Regions from separate parts of the Mus musculus genome. Here all the other regions are linked to region 2. The links are chromatin contacts, called in public promoter capture Hi-C maps. All regions are on one chromosome and are shown on one strand. Each heading gives the region's core, a stretch centred on a gene start, on an enhancer-like site or on the middle of the called end of the contact. The rest is flanking DNA. Distances are from core to core; before and after follow the strand shown. Region 1 holds the start of Gpc1 (glypican 1). Region 2 holds the start of Per2 (period circadian clock 2). Region 3 holds the start of Otos (otospiralin). Region 4 holds the start of 9430060I03Rik (RIKEN cDNA 9430060I03 gene). Region 5 holds the start of Mterf4 (mitochondrial transcription termination factor 4).

The links. Promoter capture Hi-C pulls out the DNA fragments that hold promoters and counts their contacts.
Region 1: a promoter capture Hi-C map of embryonic stem cells shows a contact between it and region 2, with 5 times the contacts expected there. The contact joins the promoter of Gpc1 here to the promoter of Per2 in region 2. A contact is called at or near these places in 4 of 39 promoter capture datasets (the 3T3-L1 cell line, embryonic stem cells, hippocampal neurons and 1 more) and 2 of 115 datasets of contacts at active chromatin or transcription factors (embryonic forebrain and embryonic stem cells).
Region 3: a contact with region 2 is called in a promoter capture Hi-C map of pre-B cells, with 6 times the contacts expected there. The contact joins the promoter of Otos here to the promoter of Per2 in region 2. A contact is called at or near these places in 14 of 39 promoter capture datasets (the 3T3-L1 cell line, the C10 cell line, the HPC-7 cell line and 8 more), 2 of 484 Hi-C or Micro-C datasets (CD4 T cells and CD8 T cells), 6 of 115 datasets of contacts at active chromatin or transcription factors (embryonic forebrain, embryonic hindbrain, extraembryonic endoderm stem cells and 3 more) and 3 of 9 other capture datasets (adipose tissue, embryonic stem cells and liver).
Region 4: a contact with region 2 is called in a promoter capture Hi-C map of pre-B cells, with 6 times the contacts expected there. The contact joins the promoter of 9430060I03Rik here to the promoter of Per2 in region 2.
Region 5: a promoter capture Hi-C map of liver shows a contact between it and region 2, with 6 times the contacts expected there. The contact joins the promoter of Mterf4 here to the promoter of Per2 in region 2. A contact is called at or near these places in 4 of 39 promoter capture datasets (liver, neutrophils and pre-B cells).

Annotation. Positions count from the first base shown.
Region 1 is chr1:92,830,209-92,832,908 of GRCm38.p6, reverse strand. Gpc1 (glypican 1) reads right to left here and starts at 1,264. Exons shown (of 9, transcript NM_016696.5): 1 at 812-1,264. The coding sequence starts at 977. It overlaps Gm29481 (a long non-coding RNA gene), which reads left to right. Exons shown (of 3, transcript XR_003947946.1): 1 at 1-214.
Region 2 is chr1:91,458,041-91,460,740 of GRCm38.p6, reverse strand. Per2 (period circadian clock 2) reads left to right here and starts at 1,413. Exons shown (of 23, transcript NM_011066.3): 1 at 1,413-1,568.
Region 3 is chr1:92,647,580-92,650,279 of GRCm38.p6, reverse strand. It overlaps Otos (otospiralin), which reads left to right and starts at 1,439. Exons shown (of 5, transcript NM_153114.2): 1 at 1,439-1,529.
Region 4 is chr1:92,949,254-92,951,953 of GRCm38.p6, reverse strand. 9430060I03Rik (RIKEN cDNA 9430060I03 gene) reads left to right here and starts at 1,364. Exons shown (of 2, transcript NR_015525.1): 1 at 1,364-1,474. It also overlaps a transcript of Gpr35 not described here.
Region 5 is chr1:93,304,473-93,307,172 of GRCm38.p6, reverse strand. Mterf4 (mitochondrial transcription termination factor 4) reads left to right here and starts at 1,294. Exons shown (of 4, transcript NM_178051.4): 1 at 1,294-1,348; 2 at 2,067-2,565. The coding sequence starts at 1,328. Gm28535 (predicted gene 28535) reads right to left here and starts at 1,209. Exons shown (of 3, transcript NR_151531.1): 1 at 1,066-1,209; 2 at 549-630. It also overlaps the pseudogene Gm7867.

The DNA.
Region 1 (2,700 bases), core at 15-2,514, 1.4 Mb before region 2:
GAAGGGAAGGGAGGGGAAGGGCTGCTCTCAGCAGCTGCAGGGCCGAGGCCGCCGCCAGGAGGGCCGCTCTTCTTACAAAGAGATGACAAGGCCCCTGGGCGGGATCCAAGACGCCGACCACCTGCAGCTGGGCTCGCAGCTCCAGGCGGCCCGGAGCGCCCGGTCAGACCACGAGTGTGCTAGGATAGGGGCGCTGGCGGGCACAAGTTCCTAGGTAGGAATCCCCTCGAGCCCTGGGGTCCCCTGAATCGCGCAGCGGGCTCACATTTCCTTAGAACCCAGGCTTGAAGTGTAGGATCTCCCCCATAAATCCCACCTAGGCGGCTCCTGCTGTGGATCCGCGTAAATTCCTAAGCAGAACCCTTGACGCCTCTGGGAGAGATCCGCATAGAGAAGTTCCTAGCCCACTGCAACCGGGATATGCGACCCAATAGACCGTCCCAGAGCTACCGCTTGCTTCGCCGCAAGGGCGGCAGGCACGCTGTCCCGGAGCTGGGATTGCTGCCCCGCCAGCACAGTGGGCCAAGCCGGGGACCAAAGACGCCCAGCAACAACCCTAACCCAAAGGGAGCGCAGATTGCTATGGGGAAGGGACTCTAGAGCGTAGTGGCTGGGAACTGGGCAGCAACAGAGCGGATCGGAGCTCGGGGGCGAGGGCCGTGGGGTATAGACCAGTTGAGGAGCAGGAGGCCACTCCAAGTCCAGGCGGCGGGTTCTGGCGCCCGGGGCTAGCTGCGGCGCGGGTAGGGGCCCAGATCAGACCTCCCGAGTGCTAGGGTCCGGTGCCCCCGGACGCAGCGCCCTTACTCACCCGAGATCTCTGCCTGAGGCACATCGCTCAGGCTAAAGCCCTTAGCCCCGTAGATCTGGCGGACTTCGCTGCAGCTCCGGCTCTTGCTGGCGGGGTCCCCGCGGGCGCAGACGACCAGCGCGGCGGCCGCGCACAGCAGCCACCAGCCTCGGGTCCGGAGTTCCATGGCGGGGCCCGAGGCTCCCTGGCCGCCGGTGCGCGCCTCCCTCGGTCCCGGCCGGCCCGCTCAGCCCAGTGTGCGCGAAGGGCAGAGCCAAGGTCCCAGCGCGCGACGCTCGTGGTCCAGAGGCGGTGGCAGTCGAGGAGGCGGAGACAACAAAAGCCGGCTGCGGCTGCGGCGCGGGGAGCTAGGCGCGAGGCGCGAGGTCCGGCCGCTCAGTCGGGCCGCCTAGAGCGCGGCGGGCGAACGCGCAGCCCCGGCTCGGCGCCTCCCCCGCCGCCCGCCCGGCCCCACGGCGGCCGCGGAGAGGGGCAGGGAGGGGCGGGGAGCGCGGGCGGGAAGAGGGGAGCGCCCGGGCGGGGCGGGGCGGGGCGAGGCGGGGCACGATCGGGGCGCACCGGGCGCCCCTTCGCTCTCCGGAGGGAGAGGAGGGAATGTTCTCTCAGCCCAGGCGATGTGCTCCGTTGCCTGGGTGAGATGGGAGGCGGCGGGGAGAGCCTGGAGTGCAAAGGCCGAGTCCGGGGTCCCCTAAGGTGTCCCCCCCAGCCCAGCACCCAGGGCGGCGGCACCACCTGTGGGGGCGGGGGCAGGGCGGGGGGGGGGGGCAGCTGAGGCAGGGCTTCCCTCGCCGGACGTGACATCACGTCCTCCGCTGGCCAATCAGGAGCTTCCCCGCCCCCAGCCGAATTCGGCATCTCTTTGCTCCTTTCCATCCTTCACCTTACCGGCTTGCTCTCTTAGCGCTTCTACTACTCAGTCCTGGTCCGGTCACTTCCCTACTCACCTGCTGCCCCCCACCCCCCAGCAACAACTCCTACATCCATACGCCCTTTCTAGCCGCCCCTGAGCGGCTCCAGTTCTCGTCTGACGTGTTTTGGAGGAGGATGAGGGGGCTGAAAACTGGCCAAAAAAAAAAAAAAAAAAACTAGCCTTCATCAGCTCAGATGACTTCAGTTGATGCAGATTGCCAGCGACTGTTACGGTCCCTCTTCGTGACTATTTAGGTGCTAGAGCAATGGGGCAGAGGCAGGTCTGTAGGCTTGGGTGCAGCGTGGTAGGTGACCTCTGGCAAAAGGAATAGAGCGAGGAGTTAATGTTGGGCAGCTCAACTCCAGGCCAGGTGTGGCAGACCACCAACTGTCACGCAGCTGCAGGGATGATTGTGGGGAGAAGGGACCCTACCTGGGACCTACCTGGGAGCTGGTGATGGTGCTGGGTCTGGAGTTTCTTGCTTAGCTGCTGCCGGGCAGCACTATCCCTCCTGCTGTTCCCTTTATCCTATGAAGAGGCCATCATAGCTGAGGTTAGACTGAATCTAGATACCTAATCTGGGAATGGGAAGAAAGCGAGATGTGGTTTATGGTTGAGAGTCATAGATTACCACTATGTGTCAATAGAGTGCAGCGCTCTTGGATTCAGCTGAATCAGGGCTTTGCAGGTTTGTGGCAAAACCCCCAATCACCCATGCCTCAGGATGTCCTCCCGTCAGGGGTTCTGTCCACCTTAGGGGGTGGGTTTCCTGTCCTAACTCCTAGGAAAGTGATCCAATTAATCTCTGCAGTCATTGCTTGAGAGTAACAATGGAAAACCAATCTATCGGAGCAGATATCCTCACATCCCTCTACTGTAACACTGCTCCTGACTCACGGACCCCTGTCCACTGCATGTCCTGGCCAGGACAGCTTGGATCCCTGTCACTTTTAATAGAGGACTTGCAATGGCCAGGGCT
Region 2 (2,700 bases), core at 164-2,663:
CTTCCCAGGGCTTCTTTGGAAAGGGCTGCTGAAATGAACTTAGTCTCTGCCCCCATCTGCATCTGAGGAATTGCATGCCTGTCCTGCCAGGCAGACAGAAAGAAGTAGCTCCCACACGGAATTCTTGAATGTGGGTTAGCCGGCTGTGTACACCAGCAGCTCAGTTTGTTAGCAGACTTCTGTTGCTAATGTTTGCCTCCTTTCCATTCCTGGTTCCTAGGACACCCCAGGGGAAGATTCAGAGTAGTGGATGCTACTAGGCTTCAAGTTCCCTGGCAATGACAAATGACCTTTTTACCCTTGGAAGACGTGACAAGCTTGCCTTCTCCATCACACCTTGCATGAGTCTTTAGGTTGTTCTCTGTCAGCCTCAAACCCGCTCCGAGGAAACTTCTACTCCCTCCTTTGACCCTTTGGACAGGAGCCTGAACGCTTTAGTAGGCTTCCAGACAGTGCTCTTGAAAGAACCAAATAGCTTCAACCAAGGTTCCACAGGGGCAGGGCTGTCCTATCACTGGAGGAGTACCCTCCCCTGACTAGCTAGTGTCTGTAGCTTCCACTTCAGAAAAGCCCTGCTGTTCCAGATGCACACCCCGCTTCCATAGTTCCTGTAAGGTTAATAAACTACACCACCGCATTTGGTTAAGCTTCCCTGTAGAACGTCAGTCTTCTCTCCCTATGTGATTGAGGGCAGGAAGAAATCACTTCTTTCCTTTGTATCTCTGCACGGCAATTATGACCTTATTTCCTGAATCAACACTAACTAGCAACACGCAGTTTCAGAAACAAGAAAGGCTAAGTGGGAGTTTTGTGCTTTGGCCCATCTGGAATGACGGTCAGCCTGGGGGGCCTGTCCTAGGGTCACCCAGCCTGTCCTGGGAAGGTGCTCAGCAGCAGATCCAGAGGGGCCGTCCTATTTGCCCTCAAGCGTCTCGCCATGAATGAATGAGAGGGGAAATGAATGAACTGGGCTGGATGAGCGAAAGGTGTCAGCAGAGAGCATTCTCGGTCCTTCGGATTACCGAGGCTGGTCACGTCGTCGCAGGTGATAGGCCGGTGGCCCTGGTCTCTGCCGGCTGTGAGTTGCGCAGCGGCCAAGCACCATTCCCCCGCGCCGCAGTGGTACGCGCCACTCCGGGGCTGCACGAGCGGGCCACCGCCGTGCCAGGTGAATGGAAGTCCCGCAGGCCGGAAGTGGACGAGCCTACTCGCCCGGGCGCGGGGGGGCGCAAGAGCGCGCAGCATCTTCATTGAGGAACCCGGGCGGCGAACATGGAGTTCCATGTGCGTCTTATGTAAAGAGAGCGACGGGCGTCTCCACCAATTGATGAGCGTAGCTCTCAGGTTCCGCCCCGCCAGTATGCAAATGAGGTGGCACTCCGACCAATGGCGCGCGCAGGGGCGGGCTCAGCGCGCGCGGTCACGTTTTCCACTATGTGACAGCGGAGGGCGACGCGGCGGCAGCGGCGCTACTGGGACTAGCGGCTCCGGGCGGCTGCGGCGCAGGCCGAGCGCACCAAGTGACGGGCCGAGCAAGGGACAGACGCGCGGGTTGACGCGGCGAAGCGGTGAGTGGCGCGGCGCTGGGCGGTGGCGCGGTGCTGGGCGGTGGCGCGGACCTGGACGGCCGTGGTCGTCTTACGTAACCGGCGGCTCGGACAGCTGGAGCTGGGGTCCTGAGCCAGGAGTTGCCGACTGTGCAAACGGCTGCAACTCGGCAGAATGTAGATGGAACTGCGCGGTGACCCTTTTCCAGGTTCACACTGCTGTCCCCATTTCTCAGGTTAGGCACTGAGGTCGGAGAGATTAGTTAGGCATCTTGTCCGAGGACACAGAGACATTGAGTGATCACGACACCAGACTGAGCACGCCGACTCCCATGGTGCTGTCCAAGGAAGCCAGGGTCAGTGCAAACTGTTCCTAGGATGGGTCCAGAGGGTCCCCTAAGGAGCTGGCTTCCTGCTATGAGTTCAGAGAGTCAAGTCTGGCCCTGGGGGAAGGACCACTGGTAGGCACTGACTCCCAGCGGTGGGAAAGGGGTTAAACAGAGAAATACCCAGTGCCAAGCCACACCTGCCCCTCCCCGCCCCTATGTCAGGGAGACCACTTTGTCCACCCACTTTGATTTCCGTGGCATCCTCCACGCCAGTATTTCCTGTCTCCAGATGGACTGGGAGTATGTCAGGAGAGGGGGGAGAGGTCCACTCTTAAGCTGGAGCAGTCACATCGTCATCCTTTGAGACATACCTTGGCTGCCAAGCACAGACATGGACCAAGAGGTGGGCGGTGGCCTGCTTCTTCTGCAAGAACCCTGGTTGCCAGGGTTTCTGTAACGTATACACAAGGAACCAGTTTGGAAAGCTGATTCATACGGAACAAGGGAGCCAGAAGGCTCCCTGGAAATCATCCAGGGTAACCCCTAGCTTGAAGAGGCACAGCCACAGGCTGGCAAGCTGTACCACTGTAAAAACCAGGCCTGGCAGTCTCAGGATCTGTTTCTCCTCCTTGGTCCACATGCTTACCAGAGGTGCAAACCTGAAGGGAAGCATGTCCACTCTGTCTTAGTCTCTGGAGTCTAGGTCGGATTCGTCTGATAACCAGAGTCTGTCTGCCTCAAGGCTTTAATTTAAAAAAGTCGGTTTTGTGTGTGTGTGTGTGTGTGTTTTAAGATATGGAAAGCACCACTTTGTGTACGTTGTT
Region 3 (2,700 bases), core at 190-2,689, 1.2 Mb before region 2:
AGGCTGTGTTACGGCGAGCAGAGATCAGAACTCTGCAGTGGTCTGAGGTGAGAGAGTCACGTCTGCCCAAGGGCTTCTTCTAAGTAAATGGGCCTGTATGGCACTGGATTGATGTCACTCCTGTTGCTGCTGACCTGTGTCTCTGGTATCCTGTCCCCTGACTGGAGTCCAAGGCAGATCCTTCGGCTTGTGTCAGCATGTCCGACGTGGTGAAGCCCTTGTGGGAAAAGCTCAGATGACATCCTTCACAGCCCAGGGTCAACACCAGCCCTTCCTGGGTTCCTGGGAATCTTTTCCCATGATGCAGAGAAATGCAGATGACAAAGAATCCTGTGAGAAAAAACAAACAAACAAACAAACAAAAAACCATGGGCCATGTGAGACCCATCCTTCTGTTGGGGGTCGCAAATGACCACAAGCTAAATATTCCTTGCTGGGAAGGGTATGTACTCCACCTCTCAGGGAGGCAGCTGTGGTGAACCAGGCAACTTCCCAGTGAGATGCCTGGCTCAGTGGTTCAGTTAACCCTTTATGTCACCGAGAAGCCACCAGTGGAGCTTCCTGCAGTCAGGGCAGGGCCTATAGCAATCCCTGGATCCTTGGCCTCAGCAAGATCTTTCAGTTCTGCCTGGGCTGGTTTCTGGATCCATTAGCCCCCAGGAACCCAGATGCTCTCTGTGCGTATTGGGGGTGCAGTATTGATTCCAGATGGTGGCCTCAGGTAGCGCCACACCTATCTTGCTCCTGCCTTCTGATCCCAGGCTCAGCCTCCAAAGCAGCCCGCCTCTTCCCATACTCTATGGGATGACAGCAATAGACACCTGCTTGTCTGTGCACATTGTAAGTGTGTACACACCTGTGTGTGCATATGGTGTTGGGAAGATGAGTGTTTCACCTAAAGTGAATATTTGGGGGTGGGTGGGTTGGGGGACAGATCCCTGGAGATGTTTGAGACATGAAACTTCCGCTAGAAAAGCTGGTCGCTTGAAATTCAAATGTAACCATGCGTCCTGTATTTCTTTCAGCCACACTGGAGTCCCTAGGACCCCCCAACCCCATCTCATCCCAATCCAGGTCAATTCTTCGTGGTTTCTGAAGGGGTACTCGCCGGGGTTGACCTGGGACCTTTTCAGAGAGTCTATGGTCAGTTCAGGAAAAGAACGAGGTATTTTAAAAGAAGGTGATCACATGCTTTCACATTTCAGCTTCAGATCCGTATGCGGTCAGTCTTATGACATGGAAGGAGACTTTGATTATTCCAGAACACAAACCCTGTCCTGTGGGCCAGCTGCACAGGAGCCTGTGAGCATGGCGCCCCCTGGAGGCCATCTCAGAAACATTCCACTCCAAGCTCTGAGCCTGTTCTCCAAGCAGCCTGGGACCGGCTGTCTCACCCCAGGCCCTTCTAGATTTCCTGTTAAAGCTGCCACACCCGCATCAGCTGTGGTGGCGTGGAGGGACTTCCACCTTGACAGGCTTTGCCAAGTCAGCTCAACACGCTCCCAGAATTCTCCCTTTTCATGTCCAAGGTAACATGTTTAGTTAAGCTCTTTAAAAGTCCGATAGGGATGTGTGTGTTTGAGGACAAACATGGGTGACATTAGAAGTCTGCGCCCCCCTCCTTTGTAGGAGCAGGGATGGCACTTCCCAAAGGAAATGTGTCTACCAGGGCATGTTTAGAGGGACAAGGGGCAGCATGACTTCTAGAACCTCTGAATCCCAGCTCTGTGTGGTCACATGACGCCACTCTCCTTGGGTTTGAATCCAGCCAGAAGACTCCAGCCCTGTCAGTGAGGTACTGCTCAGTCCCTGGGACACCCGGGTACTCTGCAGGCACAAGCGGGAGGGCAATGCTGCCATCTGGGACGGAGGACTTAGGGCAGATGTCAGTCTGGGAGATGTGAGGAGAAGGCAGACTGTGAGCCATCACCCCCTACACCCCAGTACTTATGCTGGCCACGGTCCAGGAAACAGGAAGTGACTCTAGGATCAGTTATAAGCCACTTCCGAGGCTTTGCGGGGCTCGGGGATGTATGAACAGTGCAAAACACAGGCGGACCATTCCGTGGCAGAGAAGAATGCAGGAAAACACACTGGCACGATGAACTGTGGCCTTGAGACTTTAAATTATGAGCACCTGCCTGTGTCCATGTTGGGACAGCTCAATGGATGATGGTAAGCTACTCTGGGCTCTGCCTTCTAGGAGAATGAATTTGGGTTGCGCTAGCATTTCAGAGTACAGGCAGGGGCATCTGCGAGGCTCAAGGAGTAATTATTAGTCAGATGTGGTGTCCATGGATGGACAGCAGGGGGCGCCAGATACCTCTGACTCATTCCCAATCCTGGCGTTCGTTACCACAGGGTCCTTTTCAAGCTGACTGCCACGGGAGATAACAAGGGGCCTCTGTCCAGCAGAGTGGCCTTATACATCTAAGCATCTCTTGAATCCAAGCAGACAGACTGTTAAGACCTTGGAGGTTCCCTCCGAGTTTCTGTGTGGGGCGGGATATTATGCACTGGATATCATGCAGGCTTCTGAGCAGTCACTGGGCAGGTTTCAAGTTTGCCCATCCTATATGGTATTGTTCCTGGGCCCGACCTTTGGGAGCTTTTGAGAATTCGAACTCTTCCCTGCCCTCAAGCATTGAATTTTAGAAGGAATCCTAGCAATTATTAAAGGATGGAATCCAGTGTTTTGGG
Region 4 (2,700 bases), core at 115-2,614, 1.5 Mb before region 2:
CTAGTGTCTTCAGGATGAAGTGAGGTTGGGAGATGAAGACTCGGTGTGAAAGTTGAGTAGGCTTCCTGCTCAGTATCCTCGCTGGTCCTGGAGGGTGAGGGACAAGCCCAGATCAATTAGGATTCAATCATAGGTTCAAACACAGGTGTCCTGACATGACACCTTTCCAGACCCTGGGCAGCCACAAAGCACAGCCACTGGTCCCTGGCCCAGAAGCCTTCACCATAGGCACCAAAGCTAGGCATGCCTTTCTGGCAGGTAAACTCCTGGCCAGCTGCAAAGGAGCAAGTATCCCAGGAGCTGAAAGTAAGCCTAGCCTGAGCTGTGGTCTGGGTGGAAGAACTGCACACATTCTTGACAGAGCCTCACCCTTGTGTCCCCTGAGACAAAGGGCCAACAGGCCCAGACTCAAGGCAGCATTATATGGGTGCTGTTTGAGGACAAAAGGGTAGCTGGGGGTTCAGCACCAAGTGGATGACTAAAAGTTCTGCAGGTGAAGTTTGAGCTCCCTTCCAGGGGGACGTGCAGAAAATGCTCCCGGCCAGCAAGGTCAGCCTGCCTGCCCTACCAAAGCAGAAAAGGCCCTCTGAGAAAGCAGCTCCACCCGGGGCTTTGTGGTGGGCCCAGAGGCTGGCTGCAGCGTGTTTCCAAGAATAAGGTGATTCTTCCAGGCTAAAAGGGGTTAAATTTGGCAAGTACCAAAAGAAGCCAGGGAGGCATACCTAGGGAGCTCTGCAGGTTAGTAAGGCATGCTTATGGGTGGGAGGAGTGAGGGGGAAGAAAGAAAGAAGAGCAGATAGGGGAAGGGAGGGAGGGAAGAGGGGGTCGGGAGAGTGCAGTAGCAGAGCATGGGGCTACTGGCTGACCTGATGCTTGCCAAGGTTCCAGCAGCCCAGCCCACCCTGTTTCACCTCCTATCCCATGCTGCCCTTCCATGACCATGTGCTCTCAAGACCAGGACTCCATACTCACCCTAGAGGCTCTGGACCTTCCAAATCGACTGAGCTCAGGAGGAAGGAGAGGTGAGAAAGGTCAGAGAAGGGCAGCCAAGACTGGGCAGCACACAGCCTAGGGAAGCTTTTACCCACTACCCTGGAACAGGAAATAGTGCTGGGAAGGGGCTGGGCTAGTAGAGGGGCCAAAGTCTCCTAGGAAGGAGACATTCTCACACAAACACACCCAACCTGCCCTTCTGGATCTGCCGGGTCCACCTTCAGCCCTTCCCTGCCACCAAAGATAGTTTGCTCAGCAGGCACGTTGCCGCTCTGGACGTGGAAGAGGAGTTCTGTTGAGGAGCCTCAGCTCTTCCCAGGAACCTGGAGTTCCCATCTGGGTTGCTTCATATATTAAATGGCTTATAAACAACAGACACTCACCTGATACTTCTGGGGGCTACAAGTCCAAAACCAAGGTCTTGGAGCTCCAGAGGTTGGTTCATGCCTGGTCATCTTGCTGCAGCCTCATGGTGGAAGAGGTAAGGGGACCCTCTAAGGTCCCTTCTATAAAGATTCTGTATAAGTTACTTTTCTCATTGCTATGACAAAATACCTGATTTAAAACAACTAGATGGGTTTATTTTGGTTCACGAAAAGTAACGCAGTCCATTGTGGTGGGAAGTAGGCAGCAGGAACACAAGGCAGCTGGCCATAGGGCACCCGCAGTCAGGAAGCAGAGGCAACTTCTGGTATTCTGCTTTGTGTCTTTTTATTCATCTGGGACCCCAGCCCAGATGGTGCTCCCCACACTCAGCATGGTTTTGCTTAGTTCGGTTATCCTTCTCAAAACAGACACTCTTGGTGTTCCTGGGTGGCTCAAGTTCCTGTCAGGTTGACAACCAAGATCCTGCCAAGCCCTAATGCCTGCTCCCACCCTAGTTAAGCTAGTCCTGCAGGCAAGGTGACAGTGGGAACTGCCACTACAGGCCAGGTGACAGTAGGAACTGCCACTACAGGGCTTGGCATACCAAGGGCAGTGAGCTCTTAACCCTAACATCACAAGCACTAAAACCCCTCATAGAGTCCCCACCTGTGTCCTAAACACCTTCCCAAGGTGCCTAGTAAGGGAAGGCAGACTTTCAGATCTTGGTGGTACCCAGAGCTTTGGAGTGCCACTCCTTGGAAGCCCTTGACATTCTCGGTGTCCACAGTGGTCTATGCTCACTCTTCAAAACCAGGGCTGCCCTGAGAAGCAACAGCCTGGTGCCTATTCTTCATCCCTGCCTCAGCTAGGCACCTGGAACTCCTCAGACCGTGGAAGGCAGGGTCTAGTTGAAATGTCCCCATGATCTTAAAGAGTGACCCACAGCTTAACTGCGCCTCCTGGAGGTCATTGGGGGTGATGCACATCAAAGAGCAATAGTTCAGTACTATGGCAGCCCTCAAAAGGCCTCTTCCGAGAGCCAAGACAAGCATGTGGTGACACTTGTGAAGATGCACGGTGTTGTGGAATTCCGGGCAAGGGTGTGGGGCTCCTGCTGCCTCCAAGCCCTCAGCAGATCTCTAACACCTCTGTCAGCTGGGAAAAGCCCACTTCATAGAGGCTTAGATATGTTCCTTGGGCAGCCTGAGGGGGACAGGCATTTTAAGGATCTTTCCTGTAAGCTGTAAGGTAGAGTAGCCTTCCTCAGAGACTTCCTAAGATGTTACTGGAGCTACTACCAAAACAGACACTGTTGAGAGGGGAAGGGACAGCCAATAATAA
Region 5 (2,700 bases), core at 45-2,544, 1.8 Mb before region 2:
CGTGTTCACTTTAAGAACACCCGGGAATCTGCCCAGGCCATCAAGGGTATGCATATCTGCAAAGCCACCAAGTATCTGAAGGACATCACTTTAAAGAAGCAATGTGTGCCATTCCGGTGTTATAATGGTGGAGTCAGTAGGTGCGCCCAGGCCAAACAATGCGGCTGGTCGGTGGTCAAAAAAGAGTGCTGAATTTTTGCTGCACATGCTTAAAAATGCAGAGAGTAACGCTGAACTTAAGGGCTTAGATTTAGATTCTCTTGTCATTGAACACATCCAGGTGAACAAGGCACCTAAGATGCGCCGACGAACCTACAGAGCTCATGGCCGGATTAACCCATACATGAGCTCCCCCTGCCACATTGAGATGATCCTCACTGAGAGGGAACAGATCATTCTAAAGCCAGAAGAGGAGGTTGCACAGAAGAAAAGGATATCCCAGAAGAAACAAGAAACAAAAACTCATGGCACGTGAATAAATTCAGCATAAAATAAATGCAGATAAAGTTAAAAAACAAACAAACAAACAAACAAACAAACCTACTTACCTCAAAGATGAGCCCAGGAACACAAATTTGGTTTTTCCAAAAGATTCTCCACCATGGATGAAGTTAGGTGAGATATTACTAGCTAGAGAATAAAGCCATAAATCAAGGCATTTACCAGACACATTGGTGGGGACCACAGATAGGAAGGATAAGGCAAAACTAGGAAAACACTTAACTCAGTTTTAGATATTATTTAGTGATGCTATTGGCTTTTGGATTGGTGAAAACCATTGTTGGTCTAGGAATATATTTTAAAGGTATTCATTGTCACAAAGCTGTTAAGTTAGACAGGTGGACGATGAATGGATTTCAAAAAGGCTAAGAATAATCCATGATAATTTGGTTTTGGTCTGCAGGATCCTAATTCCACAATCACAGCGTTATCTTATTTGGCCTTGTACTATCTTTAACACAGGTGATTGTTTTTTGTCATATTCTCCCCTCCTCCCCCGGCCCCAGTAAAAGTAGTTTCACAACAGAAAACGACGGTGTGCGCTTCGGGGTAGTTTGGTTTCACCTGTACTCTGAAGAGCAGTTTTAAAACCCAGGTAGTGTTGCTTGTTCCTGGCAGAGACCATGCAACCGAGTATGCCCAACTAAAGGGAGCTGCACCTGCAAGCTGCAGGTGCTGGGCACGAGCATCTGGGATCAAGGGCTTGGCTGCGGAACGAAAGAACGCCACACCCCGGGAGTTCGGCGGACACAGATCGGAGGCCGGACGTTGTGAGCCAGGAAGGACCGCCTCTTCCGGTCTCACAGTTGTTCTTCGCTTGGTCTCCATGGCTTCGCTGGGAAGGCAGGTGAGGTTGCCCTAGGTCCCGGGCTCACAGCGGCTGTTGGCGGGACGTTCAGGAGGCGCTGACGCTGGTTCTTGGTGTTCCGGTCTGGGCACCTTGTGGCAGTAGCGCTCCCGGGTGGCGTGTGCACAGACAGTGTGGCCCTCAGAATAGCTTCTGGCTTCTCCGGAGTTTCGGCTGTGTGCTGCCTAATGGCTAGGGAGGCCTGGACCACCACCAGCGGCAAGAGCGGGGTGTTTGAGACCATTCTGGCGGGCACCGGATGCTCTGTGCTTAATTTGTTATGTGCTAGTCCCAACACCTGGGGCTACTGTGTACAAATCGACAGATTCCTTCCCCCAAATATTCTTCTTTTAATGGAAGGGATCCTTGAAAAACAAAACAAAACTATCCTTTGTTGGAATGAAATTAGGTAGTGTACCTGTCTGGTGGCTAGTCTGAGGTTCAGAATTTTCAACCAAATACTATTGCTCGTGCCCTGTATCTTCAGTATGTAGATATTGCTTATGCTTCAATATCTTCAGTAAGTGCGGTCGTTTGCATGCTACTTTTATTCTTTGGAGACTTTTTAGACCCAGAGAAGATTTTACAGATTGTTTACAAAAACTGTTAGCTTTTGTGGGCCAAGGGTCAAGCTGAGGTTCAAGGTTACTGGCTCAGTAATCTTGTGGTGGTCATTATTCTGAGGTGGGACTGATTCTGTTTTTGCTCTGCCTTACAGGTTCCTGAGTGGCATCGTCTACTGGCCCTCTCCTGGGCCTGTTTGGTTAGGCAGACCCCTCATCTCAGAGAACAGAAACAGATGAGCCCTTCTTTGTCTTGCAAACTGACTACAGTGCCCGGTAGAGGAAGCTTTCAAGAGTTTTCCAGCATTACACCCCAAAAGTACATGCAGGAACCAGAAAACAGGACACGACTTGTTCAGTGTCTTCATGAGGAACAGAAGCCTTGTGTGGATCCTGAGTCCTTGGAGCCTGAAAAGGTCATCCGTTCCCTCCAGGACATGGGTTTTGCTGAAGCCCACATTCACAGCTTGTTTAGTATACAGCCAAGTGTCCATCCTCAACAGTTGCTGGGTATAGTTTCAGAACTCCTACTCTTGGGGTTGAACCCAGAGCCTGTATTTAATGCCTTGAAGAAAAATCCCCAGTTGCTGAAACTGTCTAGCATGCAGATGAAGAGGCGTTCCAGTTACCTTCGGAAGCTTGGCCTTGGAGAAGGTATAAGATGCAGCAGACTTTATAGAGGGAGAGGAGTCAGTTAGGGAGAAAATAGCTTACCCTAGCAGGGATGTCCAGCCTTTTGATAGTAAGGCATGGAATTGTCACCTACAAATGAGCTAGGCTGCATTCATC